Linked DNA regions of Pan troglodytes: region 2 is linked to region 1. The links are chromatin contacts, called in public capture Hi-C maps. All regions are on one chromosome and are shown on one strand. Each heading gives the region's core, a stretch centred on a gene start, on an enhancer-like site or on the middle of the called end of the contact. The rest is flanking DNA. Distances are from core to core; before and after follow the strand shown. Region 1 overlaps LOC104005193 (a long non-coding RNA gene). Region 2 overlaps ZEB2 (zinc finger E-box binding homeobox 2).

Evidence for each region. Capture Hi-C pulls out chosen DNA fragments and counts their contacts.
Region 2: a contact with region 1 is called in a capture Hi-C map of stem cell-derived neural stem cells, with 4 times the contacts expected there. The contact joins two enhancer-like sites. A contact is called at or near these places in 1 of 1 datasets of contacts at active chromatin or transcription factors (stem cell-derived excitatory neurons) and 1 of 1 other capture datasets (stem cell-derived neural stem cells).

Annotation. Positions count from the first base shown.
Region 1 is chr13:45,901,441-45,905,326 of NHGRI_mPanTro3-v2.0_pri, forward strand. The region is part of intron 1 of LOC104005193 (a long non-coding RNA gene); the gene reads right to left. Among named protein-coding and RNA genes, the nearest start is that of GTDC1, 470 kb to the right of the region's middle. Within about 2 kb of position 2,526, at least 1 of the 24 cell types and tissues checked has an H3K27ac peak or open chromatin away from gene starts, as enhancers often do. A contact at or near this core is called in stem cell-derived neural stem cells, where this site is marked.
Region 2 is chr13:46,555,745-46,559,900 of NHGRI_mPanTro3-v2.0_pri, forward strand. The region is part of intron 2 of ZEB2 (zinc finger E-box binding homeobox 2); the gene reads right to left. Among named protein-coding and RNA genes, the nearest start is that of ZEB2, 5.8 kb to the right of the region's middle. Within about 2 kb of position 1,442, at least 9 of the 24 cell types and tissues checked have an H3K27ac peak or open chromatin away from gene starts, as enhancers often do. A contact at or near this core is called in stem cell-derived neural stem cells, where this site is marked.

The DNA of each region.
Region 1 (3,886 bases), core at 1,276-3,775:
ATTTCAATCTATTCATTGCAAAATATTAGTAAAATCCAAATTGAGAGACATTCTACAATACAACTGCTCATCGAAATGTTATTTTTTTAAATTTCAACATCACAGAACACATAGACTGAAAAACTGTCACAGACTGAAAAACCTAAGATGACACAGCAGTTAAACACAGTATAGGATCTTGGACCAGATCAGGAAACAGAAAAAGAATATTTGTGGAAAAACTGGTGATATGCAAATATGAATTATAATTCAGAAAAAAGTATCAATGTTAATTTCCTCATTTTAATCATTGTACTTTGATTATGTTACATTGTTAACATTAGAGGAAGCTGAATAAAAAGTGAACTCTTATCTTTATTTTTGCAATTTTTCTGTACACTTAAAATCATTTCAAAATAAGAAGTTTTAAAAAGGAGTATAAGATCTAATGCAGGTAAACTTGCATAAATGTTTGAAAGGAGTAATTGGGAAGACACACAAAAAAAGTGCATGTGAGCCAGAATTTTAAAACCCACTGAATTTTTTTATTAAGGAAAACTTTGCTTTGGGATATAGAATGATATTAATAAATATTTGTTATTAATCTCCATCTCTGCTGGGAGACAAATTAAGAAGTAGGTTTTAATTGAAGAGAGTAACAATATAGACACTGTTATAGGTTTTGGAAAGAAGTTGTCAGATTCCCTTCTTTCTCAAGCTTTAAGGGAAAACACTTCTTGCATGGCAGTTTGAGAAGCTAATCTTTCTGTCACTAGTTCAGATTTGTATTCCTTGTGCTCAGAGCAGTGACTGGCAAACAGGGGTGTTCTGTGAATGTCTGTTGTGTAAAGAAAGGAATTAATATTTTCAGAACGAATTCTGAAATTTTTGTCTTACATACCTGCCAAATCATTGGGACCTATCCATATATCAGTGCAATCTTCAACACTCCCCTGCCCTAAATAAATGATTTTTTCTTCATTAATTACAGACTATAAGCTGTTCCCCCACGAACTAATATGCCAGAAGTCCAAAAGTCTTTTCAGTAATAGTAAAAATTATCCTGATAAAATCAGTCTATTCATAAAAAAAGCATCAAACAAATCCCCATCGAAGGACATTCTACAAAATACTTAACCGGTACTTCTTAAAACTGTCAAGATTGTCAAAAACAAGGAAAATCTGAGAAACTGTAACAGCCAAGAGGAACTTAAGGAGACATGACAACTAAATATCGTAGTATTTTAATAAGATCCACAGAAAAAAAGACAGTAGGAAAAAACTGGGGAAATCTGAATAAGCTATGGACTTTAATAATGTATTAATACTGTTTCATTAACTATAACAAATGTGCCATAGTAGTGTAAGATGTTAATAATAGGTGAAACTGAGTATGGGGGATATGGCAACTTTTGTACTCCCTTTGCAATATTTTTGTAGATCTACAACTGTTCTAAAAACTAAATTTCCCTTTGAAAAATTCAATGTCAGTAAAAATGTTTATATATAATTCAGTTTTGTTATATTTTGTTTATTTATTTGAGACAGGGTCTCACTCTGTCACCCAGGCTGAAGTGCAGTGGAGCCATCGTAGCTTACTGCAACATCGAACCCCTGGGTTCGAGTGATCCTCCCACCTCAGCCTCCCAAGAAACTGGGACTACAGACATGCACCACCATGCCTGGCTAATTTGTTTATTTTTTGTTGGGATGGAGTCCCACTTATGTTGCCCAGGCTCATAATTCAATCTCATAGAAACCTTTTTAAAGTCTGTAACAAGTATCTCTACTTTCTTAAACAATACTTTCAAGCATAATTCCATTTTTTCTGTAAAACTGAAGTACATTATGAACATGTTTTCATCCCTTGTAAGTATACAATTATTCTTCCTCTCTGACAATCTGATGCCAGTATGCATTTTAGCAAAATCTTCCTTGAGCAAAATCTCCTCTGTTAGTACATAGGAAGCCTTTAGAACCATGCCTGGAAAATAGAATGTTTATGGAACATTATATGAAGATAACTGTCACTCACTCACTGTAAACAGATTATAAGGATTGGATAGTTCTAGTAACAATGATGAACTAGTTGTAGTCCATCTCTGCTTGTTCACTTGTTGCTGTTATGATCAAATATGAAAATTGTTAAATGGTCAGTCAAGGTCATGAATTAGGTCTTTGACCATGGAAGGTGCTAAATGACCCACCCAGCAATAGACTGTACCTCTGTTTTAGATCCCATTGACTCCACCAAACAAGAATGGAGGCTCCCATATGTCCCTTCCCCACCGTATCACATATACACCATCTTCTGTCTCTCAACTCTTTATTGGCTTGCCTCCATCCTCCAGATCAAAATTGACTAATGATACTAAAGAAGACAGACACCAGTGGCAAAGTACTAAAGTGAGCTAGCAGCTTGTTTGGGAAGGTGACTGTACCCTTCTGCCTTCCCACAGTCTGTTTCCAGCTTTCAAATGTCATGACCTAAAGCCCTTGAGCATGGAACATGGAGGAAGCCACGGGTGACTGGTCCGGGTCACTCTCAGACAACATTGTACTTGGAAAATTCTTGCAACGCACTTACAGCAACCCCCTGCCTGGCTCTAGTCCTGCCAATCAAAACCGAGGCAGGCATCCCCTTTTGGCAAGTGGCCAGAGGAGGGTGCTCTATTGTTAGGAGAAGACCCTGCAGGAAGACAGAAACAAACAGGGATTCTCTTTCTTTTCCATCTCCCTTCAAACCTGCAAGTGAAGCTGTGGTGGTGTTTCTTCTTTTTTGTCTCATCCTGTCACTCTCTAGTCTTTGAACAATAGAGGCAACAATGTTCTTGTCTAAATGATTTCACAGGCTATTATTCAGACACTCAACTTTTAACATTTCAATTTTGTCATTCTGTTTCCACACAAAAGGTGCACTTCTACAGTATAATGTTCTCAGAATTATGTCAATGAGCAGTAATGGCTTTTAACATTAAGTTGATCATTAACAACTACATTATCTGAGGCATAATCAGTACTTCAGCCTTTTGTGTGATTATGACACTACAGAATTGAAGCTAATAGGAGGATTCACTCATAACAACATAGGAAAATATTTGTACAGTAATAAAAGGTTAGTGAAAAGCAAACAGTCTTAAACAGTAAAATGAATAAAAATACTAACATTTTATTTACAAAAAGTGGGCTTCTAAAGCAGAAAAATAGGTAAACAATATTGCTATGATCAAATTTCTTTGTCATAAAGGTCTTCATATTGGATCCAAACTTTCTATATAGAAGTCATTATAAGCTTTATAAGGGCACATTCCAAAAAGTGTATATTTTAGGAACAGAAAATAAAATGGCAGATTCTCTGTCCTAAGTGTTACTGTATCTCCTTACATTTTCAAGGTATTGGCAAAGAATATTGATTGCTAATCTTGGATATTGCTTTAAAATTGTTTTACTCTGCCCCTCCCACCTCTTGAGTGGGAAATCACTCAGGAAAAAACTGTGTCTATTTGGTCATAATCCAATGGTTGCAACCCACAATACTTGCAATGGCTTTCAGGATACAGATTCATCAACGTGGTGACACCAAGTTCAGAAGTCTGGAGAGAAGCTCAAGTCTTTTTTGTTTGTTTGTTTTGAGACATGCTCTCATTATATCACCTAGACTGAGTGCAGTGGCACAATCACAGTTCACTGCAGTTTTAACCTCCCGGGCTCAATCCATCCTCTAGCCTCAACCTTCTGAGTAGCTGGGACTACAGGTATGCACCACCACACCTAGCTAATTTTTGTATTTTTTGTAGCGATGGGGTTTCACCATGTTGCCCAGGCTGGTCTCGAACTCCTGGGCTCAAGAAATCCACCTAGTTTGGCCTCCCAAAGTACTGGGATTATAGGCATGAGCCACCACACA
Region 2 (4,156 bases), core at 192-2,691, 650 kb after region 1:
AAAGGACAAAGAATTTCCTTTCACACAGAAGAAAATGCACCTTAAAAGCCTTGGAAGAATGCAGATGACAAAAACTGTTGCAAGGAAAAGAATCTCCCACATCTTAGAATAAACGCGGCACTGCTAGAGAGGCTAGTAACGCCCTCCTTTCCTACCTTCAGGGTAGACACACATTTTTCCCAGGAAATATTCTTAATATGGCATCAAGGTCTTTAATAACCTCTTGGAATTTTCTTTAAGCAAATTAAGAAGGAAGGGAAACACTGAAACCTATGACATAGCAGTTGAGCAGGGAACTTTAATCTTGGTTTTACCCTATTTGAAAACAAATGGTGGAAGACGTGAATTTATTTGTATCTGGTAACAGAGAAACAATGTAAAGTTTAAAATCCTCAGCCCACCCTTAGTCCTGGTGGACTGTCACTCTATGGACACCAGCAGCCTACTGGCTCTGCTACGAAGGAAAGCATGTTTCTACCCCAATTGGCTTAGTTTTTCCAGACCAAAATAAAACAAATAGATCAGCCTAGATACATAGCCCCCAGCCTTGTGTGTGTGCAGCGTGACAAAACTTGCAGAAGATCTCCACAGAGAAAAAAGGATGGAGATGGATATCTTTGGAGCGCCCTCAGAACTGGTACCTGCCACACAACCTGCCCGAGTGCTTTGAAAGTCAGCAAAACAGGCTCCCTAGAAGCTCATCAACTTTACGAAGAAAGCTACTTGCCAAAGATTTCCACACTTTGCAAAGATAACCAAGTCTGGACTGACAGTGATCCGAAGGAAACTTCCTTGTCTAAGTGTGTGTGACTCTCGTTGCCCCATCCCAACTTCACCTCTCAGGGAGGAGAGCTAGGAGGCACCTCCTGGAGAAGGGGTTGACTGCATTTTCTTTCCTTTTCATTTAAGCATCTCTGAAACGGGAGCAACTTCTCCGTCCCTCATTGCCTCTAACCATCACTACTAGCACCTCCACTCCTTTAAGGAAGTGGTAAAGAGTGAGGGCTTATTTTAAACGGGGATAATCATTTCTGCTCTTCTGATTGTTTCTCCTCTAGGATCCAAAGCCCTGAGAACATTCAACTTGATCCCTGTTCTTTGCCACTGAAGTTCAGAGACCAAAGGCATTTGTAAAAATCTCCCCTTCTCCTTCACACTGTCCCCAACCCTTTAGTGGAAACTCTGGAGAAAAATCAAATTTAACTTTTCCTTTCTTCTCCTATTTCCCTTTTCTCTCCTCCTAATTCAGTTTTTCTTTAAAAGGCAACTTCATTTCTTTCTCTGAAACAAGCAGTTTCCGGATTTGATTTTTGCTACAACGCGCATGTCTCTGTGAGATTTTTCAGAGGCTGATGCTGGAAGGTGGCGGGATGGGGAGGCAGACCCTCTTCCCGGGCTCCGTGGGAGGCAGGAGGGAAGCAGGAGCATCCCAGGACCCGCTGCCCGAATCAGGGGCAAAAGCAACAAACTTTGCAAGTTACAAACGGGCCGCACCGGTGGCAAGCAGCAGCAGGGCATCTCCCGCTCCGAGTGCTCATTTCTGACTCCAAGGCTGTGTGGAGATAGTGGGGTATAATCAGGGGAAAGAAAAAGGGGGGCTGGGTTTTCCCCCTCCTCTCCAGCGTCAGTGAAAGTGTTACAAAGTGAGTCAGGCGACTGAGGATCATCTGACTGAACTTTCTTGAAACCGACACACATTCTTGTCTGCGGGCAACTCGCTTTTTGCCTCCTTCCCCCTCACCCCACTCCCTCTTTCCTCCTGCACATCTTATTTTCTGGGAAGAGATTTCATCCTTTCCATGTGGGGGAAAGGAGACTGACTGCCCGCTATGGGTTAACTTGGCCCTGGCACTGCCTCTGCCAGGCATCTTGCTAGCCTGAGAATCTGGAAGGTTGTATTTCAGATACTTGTTTCTCTCTTTGTACATTTATTTTTCTTCAACTGCCTCCTTCTCCTTTGCTTTTTATTAAATGTACATAGCATTGTCTTCTAACTCACGTTCTTGACCAGCCTTTAAAACACACACACTGCTTTACACGTTTTATCTCCTTGTCGCCTTAGTCTATATATACACTGTTGACTTCATTAAAATTATATAAAGTGCCATTCTAGGTTCCTGGATGACCATCTTTTTTTCCCTTCCAGCTTCTACTTCTACGATTATTATTGCCATTATTTCTTTCCAGGAATTTCTATATGATTTTGATAAGCATCATCATATTTAGTGTTATCAGCAAAGACACAAGCTCAAAAGTGACATCTTTTCCATGAATCCAGGAAAGAAGAATAATCCACTCAGTTCAGATAAATCCTAGCAATTCCCAAAGGGAAAGGCATTGGATATGTGTTTGATGAGAAAGAAAATGAAAAAGGGGTGGGGTGGTAGTACTCTTCTACCTGCTTCTCAAAACCAGAACATTGCTCAGTCAGATTAAACCCAGTGAAAAACACAAGTAACCAGTATACAGCATGTTTTCCCACAGCTTATTTGGAAAAAAAGACAGGTAACAGTCAAAGTTAGAGAAGCTGTAAGCAATGGACAGGCTTGATATTAAGTGTGCAGGATCTGGGCTAAATGCCTTAAAATGTGCAATTCAACTTTCCACTTCTGAATGTGGAGGCTTCTCCCAAGTTAGTGGCTGGGTGGAGGGGAAATACTTGCAGTGTCCATGACTGCGGACATCTCTGGCACTCCATTCCACCTGCGAAGCGCCCAACGGGCCTCCCTCTCTGCCAGGTCTCCTAGGGGTTCCCAGGAAGCCAGGATCCCTCTATTTCCTTAGACCTGGGCTCTGGCCTGACCTCACTGCTAGGGCCAGGCTGGTCAACGGTGGCAAAATCCCGAAGGAGGTGGAAGGAGGAAGGCAAGAAGAAATGCACACTTTAAATAGTCTTCCCTGCAAAAGAACACTTCTGGGAGCCTTGTTTTAAATCTCATTCTCTTTTTCTCTCAAAAAAAAAAAAAAAAAAAAATGACTGTTTAACAGAAGAGGGAAAAAAGCCTCCTTGACACAAAGCTTTTGTTATCCAGTTGATCAGCAACGTGCTTTAGATACTTGTAAGAGGGGGAAAAAAGCCCCACAACAGACATTGATTTTAGAAAATCAATAACCAACATTTAATAAAAGGAACAGAGGAAACACAAGAGAGGAGAGGGGGACATTAGGTGTAATTTTAGTGTCTACTAAATTACTCAGAGATGGGGAAGGGGAGGTCTCCTGTGTAAGGACCACCTTAAATAATGCCAGACACCAGAGTGAAAAAAAAATTAAATTAAGAGAGAGAGAGAGGGAGAAAGAGAGAGGGAGAGACTTAAAAAGAAGCAGCCTGAACTGAATCTTGGGGAAGCAGCTCGGAATATATTATTGTACTTGTTTTTCTGTAATACTAAGCCAAGCAAATAGATCAAAGACAGCACAAAGGGGAAAGGCAGGATAACGTAACGAACAGTTTCTGACTAAAATTCCTCTATCACTCCCCCATATGGCTCGACACCTCCACCACAACAAGCAAAAGACACACACACGCACACACACGCGTACACACACACACAAAACCTAGAGAGAGAGAGAGAGAGAGAAAAGCATCATTTGTCTCTAATCAAAATTCTCTCGTCTTTGTGTTTTGCTCCTTCCAGCACCTCACACTGCGCCCCCAGCCGCCCCCTCCCCGCGCCGCGCAGCTCTGGGGCAGGCCGGGGGCGCGCACAATTGTCTTCTCTAGAGGAAAGTTGCTCCAAGTGGGCCCGGGCGGTCCCCGCGAGGCGCGGGCTGGGGCTGCGGAGGCCGGGAGGCCGGGTGGGCGCTGCGTCCCAGCGCCTGCCTCGGGAGCGTCTACGCGGCCCCGCGCCGGGTGATCGGGCTGAGAGCGAGGGGAGCGAGAAGTTTCCTTTCCGAGTCTGGGCTGGCGCTCGTTCGCTTGTTTGTTTTCGGGGGTTGGTTTCTTTCTTTTTAAACTCAGTTATCCTCCGTCAGCTCCCCCACCCCCCCCCCCCGGCACCCTCGCTAGTCCCCAGCCCTCTCCCCTCCCCCAGGCGCCTTCCGCGCTCTTGCCAATCACTTTTCTCTTTTATTCCCACGATTTTGTTTGGGGTAATACCTAGGGGGTCTCTCTCTCACTCTCTTCCTCTCTCTCTGTTTCTCTCTGTCCCCCCGC